Linked DNA regions of Lactuca sativa: region 1 is linked to region 2. A link is a contact called in public Hi-C data. All regions are on one chromosome and are shown on one strand. Each heading gives the region's core, a stretch centred on a gene start, on an enhancer-like site or on the middle of the called end of the contact. The rest is flanking DNA. Distances are from core to core; before and after follow the strand shown.

Region 1 (3,813 bases), core at 357-2,856, 490 kb after region 2:
CCTTAATAAAATCCCTAAACTCATGGAAATTCCCACTTGGATCTTTCGGAAAGTCCTGAAATCATGAAAATAATAATATTATATAAAGAAAATAATAAATGTAAGTACATTGCTATTATGGGTAAAGAACTGTAAAGCTTTCGTCACTAGAAAGTACCTCTTCCCAATTCCGGTTTAGAAATACATCCGTTGTGACCGCACCTTCCACCATCAAAAGCAAAAAGATAAAGACCAAATACTACATTCATGTTAAGGCCATTAATCGTAATATTCATTTCTACTAAAACTATTGCACTATTGTCATATATATCCAATGTGGGCTCTGGACTTTTATGTCAGCTATCTGGCGGGCCACTTATTTACATCTGAGATGATGTTTTTGGAACAGGTTCTGTGGGTCAGCTCAGGGTTACTGAAAAAATAATTTTTTTATAGAGTAACGTTAAAATAAGGATACACAATAGAGGCAACATCCGTTTGCGGTCTCTGCGGCGATGTGACCGGAGCATGCGATCACACACAAAGTTGCACCAAGTCCAAGCGTGGCGTATATGAACCTACATTGTTAAAGTTATAAAGAAAGGGTATTTAGGTCTTTTCCAAGAAAAAAAAAAACCTATGTAATGTATTGTCAACTCCTTATTGTTAGGACACTCTCATGTTCGGGGATCTTTTGGTTATGTCATTAAAATTTAGTTTTTTAAAGTTATTATTTCCGCATTTTTAGGATGTTATATATACTTTAAAATTTAATCATCAAACTTTAATAAAATTTTTTTTTAAAAAGGTACAACAAAACTGACCACAATCTACAGACCCCATGAAGCCTCCTCATAAATAAAAGTTGAGAATGACATAAATGCTAGCATTTAACAGCCTGACTTTTTGAAAAAGAAAAGCTTTTTCATCGTTTTCCACATAGCAAGATTCTTGCAATCATATCACTTCCATCTTTTTTTTCGATTATGATTCAAATTAAGCATAAAATCAGGGAGTTTGATACCCAATCGAATCGTAATTATGAACTGAATGTGTTTGACTAGATTAGATAGAAATAATGTAATCAATTAACAATTAAGTAAAAGCTTTTTCTCGGTGAAAACGTGAAAGAGATGTTGTACCATGGAGTAGGGTAATCTGAGCCGTCCATTTGCCGCTGCCAAGCCCTAATCATCCACAAGCCGTAAATGATCATCGCGATCCCTAACATTCCGATGAACGAATTGACCAGTTTCAGCAACGATTGAACGCAACTCCTCACCATTTTTGTCAAAAAATGATTGGATTGGTTCAACAATCACCCCCTACAAGAAAAGAGAAACACAAATCGCAAACCCTAAGATTACAATTAGGGTTAGGAGAACAGGGGGTGATCCACAGTGATGAGCTGATGGCGTCTATGAAGAAACAATAATTGAATCGATATTGAAGGAGAATTGGAGGAGTAAATCTAGACCTAATAACGGCTCCGCCGGCAGTGCCGCCGATCAGAAGGGCTCTTGATTTTCGGGTGAGGCGGCTATCTGTAAAAGTCAAATAAAAACCCAATTTTGACTTATCGTATATCAAATTCAGATACACCTGTTGACGTGTGTAAAAAATGATATTTGGAAATTTTGTTGCATAAAAAATAGATTAAAGTGCGAATTTGGTCTTATGGTTTGTAAAAACATGTGTATTTTTTTACTAGTATAAAAATTTTAATTTATATTATTAGTGTAATTGGATTTTTTTTTTTGGTGGTTTTAGTCCTTGATAAATTTAAAAATGACTTGAATTTTTTTTATTTTATATTTTTTAACATATATTTTAATATTTACAAAATAAAAACAAATAAATAATCTCTCTCTCTCTTATATTTTCACATACTAAGTTCATCACCTTTATACCGATCTCCAATACTTTTTCTAGTGAAGAGCACTCTAACGAATTTTGTTTTAAAACTAATATGAAATCGACAAACACCCGAATCAAAGATATCTATGCCCAACACCAAAAATCGAAATTGATTACATAAACCTCATATTCAAATAACCCATCCACCATACACCCCCTTTCTATATCATTACATTTCCTCGTAATAACTCAAAGTTAGTGAAAACCTAGAAAGTTGAAGGAAACAAATAAAGCTCATGAGCGATTGCTGATGAAGGCATATGTAGGAAATAGAAAACTCAAAGTGGCAACTAATGAAAGTCACCGGACATATGCACATTCATGGTGGCCATGAACGACAACGACATGGATTAGAGATCAATAAACCTCGCATTGGAAACAACCCGGAAATCGATATTCAAAATCATGCCTCCCATCATTTTTTAGAAATTGTTCCTTTCTTCTCCTACTATTACAAGGTTTTCGTTGAAGAATCTATATCTTGATCAAGATTCGTATGTGTATGTTCATTATTGTGTGTTTTCACAACCGGTTTCTAGGTTTTTAATCACCAATCTTTATATGGATCATTATTCGTATGTGTATGTTTTCACAACCAATTTTTCGATTTGCATCTAAATCGATTTGCTAGGTTTTCATCGTCCATTTAGTACATCTTTAAAGTTACTTGTGTTTTTTTTTAATTTTTTGAACTAAATACGGGTTCAAGTTTTTGATGTTTAACAATTATGAAAGTTTCGAATCATAAAGATATTAAATATTATAATATTTTTTGGCTATATTAATTTTGGATTATATTATTTTTGTGTCATAAAATTTTATATCAATTTATTTTCAATCATAGTAATTTGGATGATATCATTTTCTAATCACGTGATTTTGGATCAATAATATATTCAATTAAATACAATTTTTGTTCGTGATAAATTTTAGATCACTATACATTTTAAATCATAAAATATATAATTAATATCATAAAATATTTGAATAAAAATATTTTTATATCATAACAAATTAAAGACCATAAACATGTTTGAATCATAACTTTTTTGAATCATAAATATTTTGAATCTTTTCGTTTTAGATCATATTATATTCAACATTTTTTTAAAACCACATAAATCTTTTAAAATAAAGTTTAGTATCTAAATAACCTTATTTTTTAAGTTTTATTTTCAAAAAGTTCGTAATATATTATATATAATAAATATTTGAAATGATTTTTAATTTGAAGAAAGAAAATTTCCATGTTTTATTTTTATAAAAAGTTCAATTCATTTAAACAAACTGTAAGTTTCCTTAAAATAATAATATTTTATGAAAATTTTGTTTTACAAACTAATTAAAATAGTATTAGGAATAATTTTGTCATTTGTTTTTTTTTTTTTTTTTGAATTTGTATAAAAAATTGTTATATTTTATAAAAACTAGTATTTATTAAACTTAAAATATGATCACTTCAAAAACTTATTTTTAATTTTCTTTTTATAAAATCGCTAGTATATTGAGTAGAAGTTTCCCTTAAATTTTCATGATTTTTGGAAAAAAAAATATGGGTTTTTTTTTTTAAATTTAAAATTAAAAAAAAAAATCAATTTTTAATAATTATACTCATTTTGTAGAGAATTAAATTTTAAGAACTTTGTTTTTTAAGAAATTTTTTTATCAAAAAAAAAAAAGGTTATTGTCGAAAATCAAAGTGGCTGAAAAAATTGACAAGACAATAGGAGTGTGACATATAGGTTATGCAGAGAAAGAGAGAGAGAAAGAGAGAGGGAGAGAGAGAGAGAGAGAGAGAGAGAGAGAGAGAGAGAGAGAAGAGAGAGAGGGAGTAACACCCGTTTTTCCAGGACGAATCGAATTAGGGTTTCAAGGGGTCAAAAGGTTTCATTTTGGAGAAAAATGAACCTCACGACG
Region 2 (3,604 bases), core at 135-2,634:
TTATTCACCGTGTGAACAAACTTAAAATTGTTATAACTATAACATAATTTTAAAGATATTAAATTTAGTTTTAAACAATTTTAAGTTTATTAACTATGTGAATAAACTTACAACTGTTATAACAATATAACATAATTTTAGAAATATTAAATTTAGTTTTCAACAGTTTTAAGTTTGCTCACTGTGCGAACAAACTTAAAGGTCTTATAACAATGTGATGAGTTTCAGGGATTAAAAAATTATTCAGATTTTTTTTTAACTTTATAAAGATTTTGATGGTGAAAGTGTCTCTTAGCATATATTGAAAGTACATGTTGTAAGAACTAATTAGTTATAAAAAATAAAAACTAAGGGGTGGATGTTGTCATTTTTGAATAGTGGTGGGGGCCATGTAGCATTTATAGAAAGATTGATCCACGTTAATTAAAAATATGTATTTTTTAATAAAAATCTGAAACCAAACTGACCAAAAAGAAAAACAAACGACTGTTAATTTAACTAAAAGCCGTTAAAGGACTGCGTGAATACCGGCGATAAACGATGTTCAGTACGCCGCGGTTACGGAGCTGGTTGTGATCGCCGGAAACCGCCATGCGACCAAAGGCGGCGCCGCTGAGGTCAAAATGGGTGTTTCCGCCGGAGCAGTAACCGCCGGGACATTCGTCGGTGATAATAACGGTCACCGCCCGGCGAGAACAGATTGATTTATCTAAACACTTGACTTTATAACATGCCCCACATCCTTCACCCGCCTTAAACAGAATTGGACTCACTGCTCCTACACGCGCTCTAAATGGCTTCACATCAACCAGAGATCCGTATCCACACGCGCCACCTACGAGAGTGGAATTACATTATTACAATTTACACACACTCACTCAGGTTTCATTCACTGATTTCAGTCAACAAATTGAACAGAAATGTACAAATCAAAGAAGCATAGAGGACAAGTCACTTCTGCGTAAAAAACTAGATTTGTTGCTTTAAACAGAAATCAAATCACTCAAATTACTGAAATTAGTAAAATTAGTAAAATTAATGAAATTACCATCGCTTCCATCGCCTTCTGGACTGCCGTACCACGTCGCGGTGGCCGGACGCCAATGTGAGTTGACGGAGTTCATAATCGGCCCACCGGAGATCTCCAAACTCTGAAACACCACAGCCGCAAACCACCACGTCATAGCAACACATATTTTGCCAATGTAGCTGTTGGTGTATGATATAAGCGCCATCGTGGAAGGAAAAACACAACCACCGTGTCGGCCGGCGGCGGAGTACACGAGGTACGTATAACAAACAAGTTTTAGAGAGAGAAAAAAGATGAGAGAGAGAGAATGCCGACACTGGGTTTACAGAGTTGGATTTCCACGGTGTTAGGACTGAGCTTTTCACATCGGTATATAACGAGGCTCAAAAAGGCGACAAAGGAAACACGGGTAACATACACTGGAGATTGTAAGGATGAATTTACAGTTATACCCTTGCTGACTTCAGTTATTTACGGTCGTACCATTTTCCCTTTTGTATGGGTCCTACCGGCAGTTAAGGCGTCAAATCCGGACTATTCACTGCTGGGTGTCGGTAAGGTCGGGTCGGGTTTGGGTTGCTCATTTTCTTTTAATATTATATTGTTATTTATGTATCGTTAATCGTTAAAGATTTGTTGGATGATTCTAAACCGGTTTTTCTTTATGGGGGTTTGTGATCACGGTTCTTTTTGCAACTTTACCTTTATATTAATAGTTATCTTTCCGGTATTAAAATGAAAAATATACCTTATTCACATTTGTTTTTTCAACATGTTTTTGCACAAAAATTATCATGTATATTAGAGCTTTCACAAAGGCAAACTTGTTTTCATTAAGCCTTTGAATTATTGGTTATATTATAATGATCTTATTTTGAAATAGCATATTTTGTGTTTAAAAACTAAAAAACAAATTCCCTAGTTGATACGGAGTGGGGGTGAAGAGAGTGATTCGCTCGACCAAAGATAGGTTATTCTTTGTGTTGAACCAAATGGTCATAAGTTTCCACGTAAATTTGAACACAAACTTGCAAGGGACCTTTATTTGACATAAAGCAAACCGATAATGTTTAGCAAGATTATTCTACTCTTCACATATACTATTTTAGATAGTATTAATGATTCACTATCACCATTATTTCCTGGCGAGTATTATTGATTTGATTGTTCTCAGCGTGTCGTTCAACAATACATACTTGCAGTCATAAATTTTATTACTAAATCGTAGCAATGAACCTAATTTCGCCTAACCCTGTCGCCATTTACTCTATATGTCTAAGATGAAGGTTATCGTAGAAAAAAACTAACATACATCTTAAAAATTCTTTAATACTGCGATTCATGTTGAAGAGAAAACATCAACGCTGTAGATTTCCCAACATCCTTTGATAGGATCCTATTTAGCAAATAACAATCATCTTGCGAGTAGTTGGTTCGTTTCACTTGAAAAGTTTATTTATGTTCTTTTCTCCCCCATTTTAAAAGTAAAAAATAGATTTGATAAATCATTTCGTTTATGTTTGTCTTTTTTGAAATAGGTGTGGAGTATAGTCGAATACATTACTCTCCCCGAGCAACCTTAAGAGATGCAAGTAGAAAATACTTTGGTTATGGACGACACTCATTTTTCTTGAGGATCCCTTGGTGAACTCCTCCAAGCCAAGTTTGTCAAAGAGCCTATAGGCCAGTTCATCTAAGCTTGTAGAGGACATTAAGGAGAGCATGATCACCATGTTTAGCAGGGCCCACACTAAACGTAAAAGCGATCTTGAGTTCTACCGACAATATGGCTGATATTGGCGAGGCCAATATTGGAAAGCAGGTATAGAGACAGAGGATGTTAGGTAATGTTTTGGCTGGTGCACCAGGTGATAGGTGTAACATCCCAAAAATCATAGTAAATATTTTTATTTTTAAAACCATTTTAAAGATCCATAAATCATTCAAAACATTGTTTCAAAATCCATAATCGTTAATCAGAGTATTCCAAAATAATTTATAAATAAAATATCCAAGGATTATGTGCACAATCGCGCATTCACCTTTCCCCGATCATTTGATGTACCTGAAACCATGAAATTAAATTGTAAGCCTAAGCATAGTCAGTTTTCCAAAATACCAAACGCATCAGAAATACAATTACAGTGCATGCGTATAGGGTTTGTTGGCCCATGGCCTCAACCTAACCATCCTGGGTTTGTTGACATAGAGTCTCAACCCAACCATCCGGGTTTGTTGGTCCATCGCACGAAGCAGTACATTAACCCACCCATCCGGTTTTGTTAGCTTCCCACCTTAACCCAACCATCTAAATGATGGGTTTTATACAAACAATCCTATGTGTGCATGTAACCCTAGAGTTGGATCTATGTTTTCACTATTAGTTATATAACTTTATGAACACAAAAAGAAACCTAGCATGCTACTACTATTTTTGAAATCCACATAAAAGAATATAATACATACCTTTTGTTATTATATAGTAATAACAACTAGTTCCTTGAATTTCCTTAGCTCTTGAAAGCAAGTACCACGAGTGTAGTACCTCTAATGGCTCACAAACACACTTTAGGT

The links. Hi-C and Micro-C count contacts between places; a contact is called where the count stands out from the background.
Region 1: a contact with region 2 is called in a Hi-C map of leaf, with 5 times the contacts expected there. The contact joins the promoter of LOC111879329 here to the promoter of LOC111882377 in region 2. A contact is called at or near these places in 3 of 4 Hi-C or Micro-C datasets (leaf and seed).

The regions. Positions count from the first base shown.
Region 1 is chr8:228,892,102-228,895,914 of Lsat_Salinas_v11, forward strand. LOC111879329 (tetraspanin-19) reads right to left here and starts at 1,607. Exons shown (of 7, transcript XM_023875782.3): 1 at 1,457-1,607; 2 at 1,122-1,304; 3 at 458-557; 4 at 158-238; 5 at 1-55. The coding sequence starts at 1,264.
Region 2 is chr8:228,399,036-228,402,639 of Lsat_Salinas_v11, forward strand. It overlaps LOC111882377 (expansin-B3), which reads right to left and starts at 1,385. Exons shown (of 4, transcript XM_023878734.3): 1 at 1,049-1,385; 2 at 529-835. The coding sequence starts at 1,235.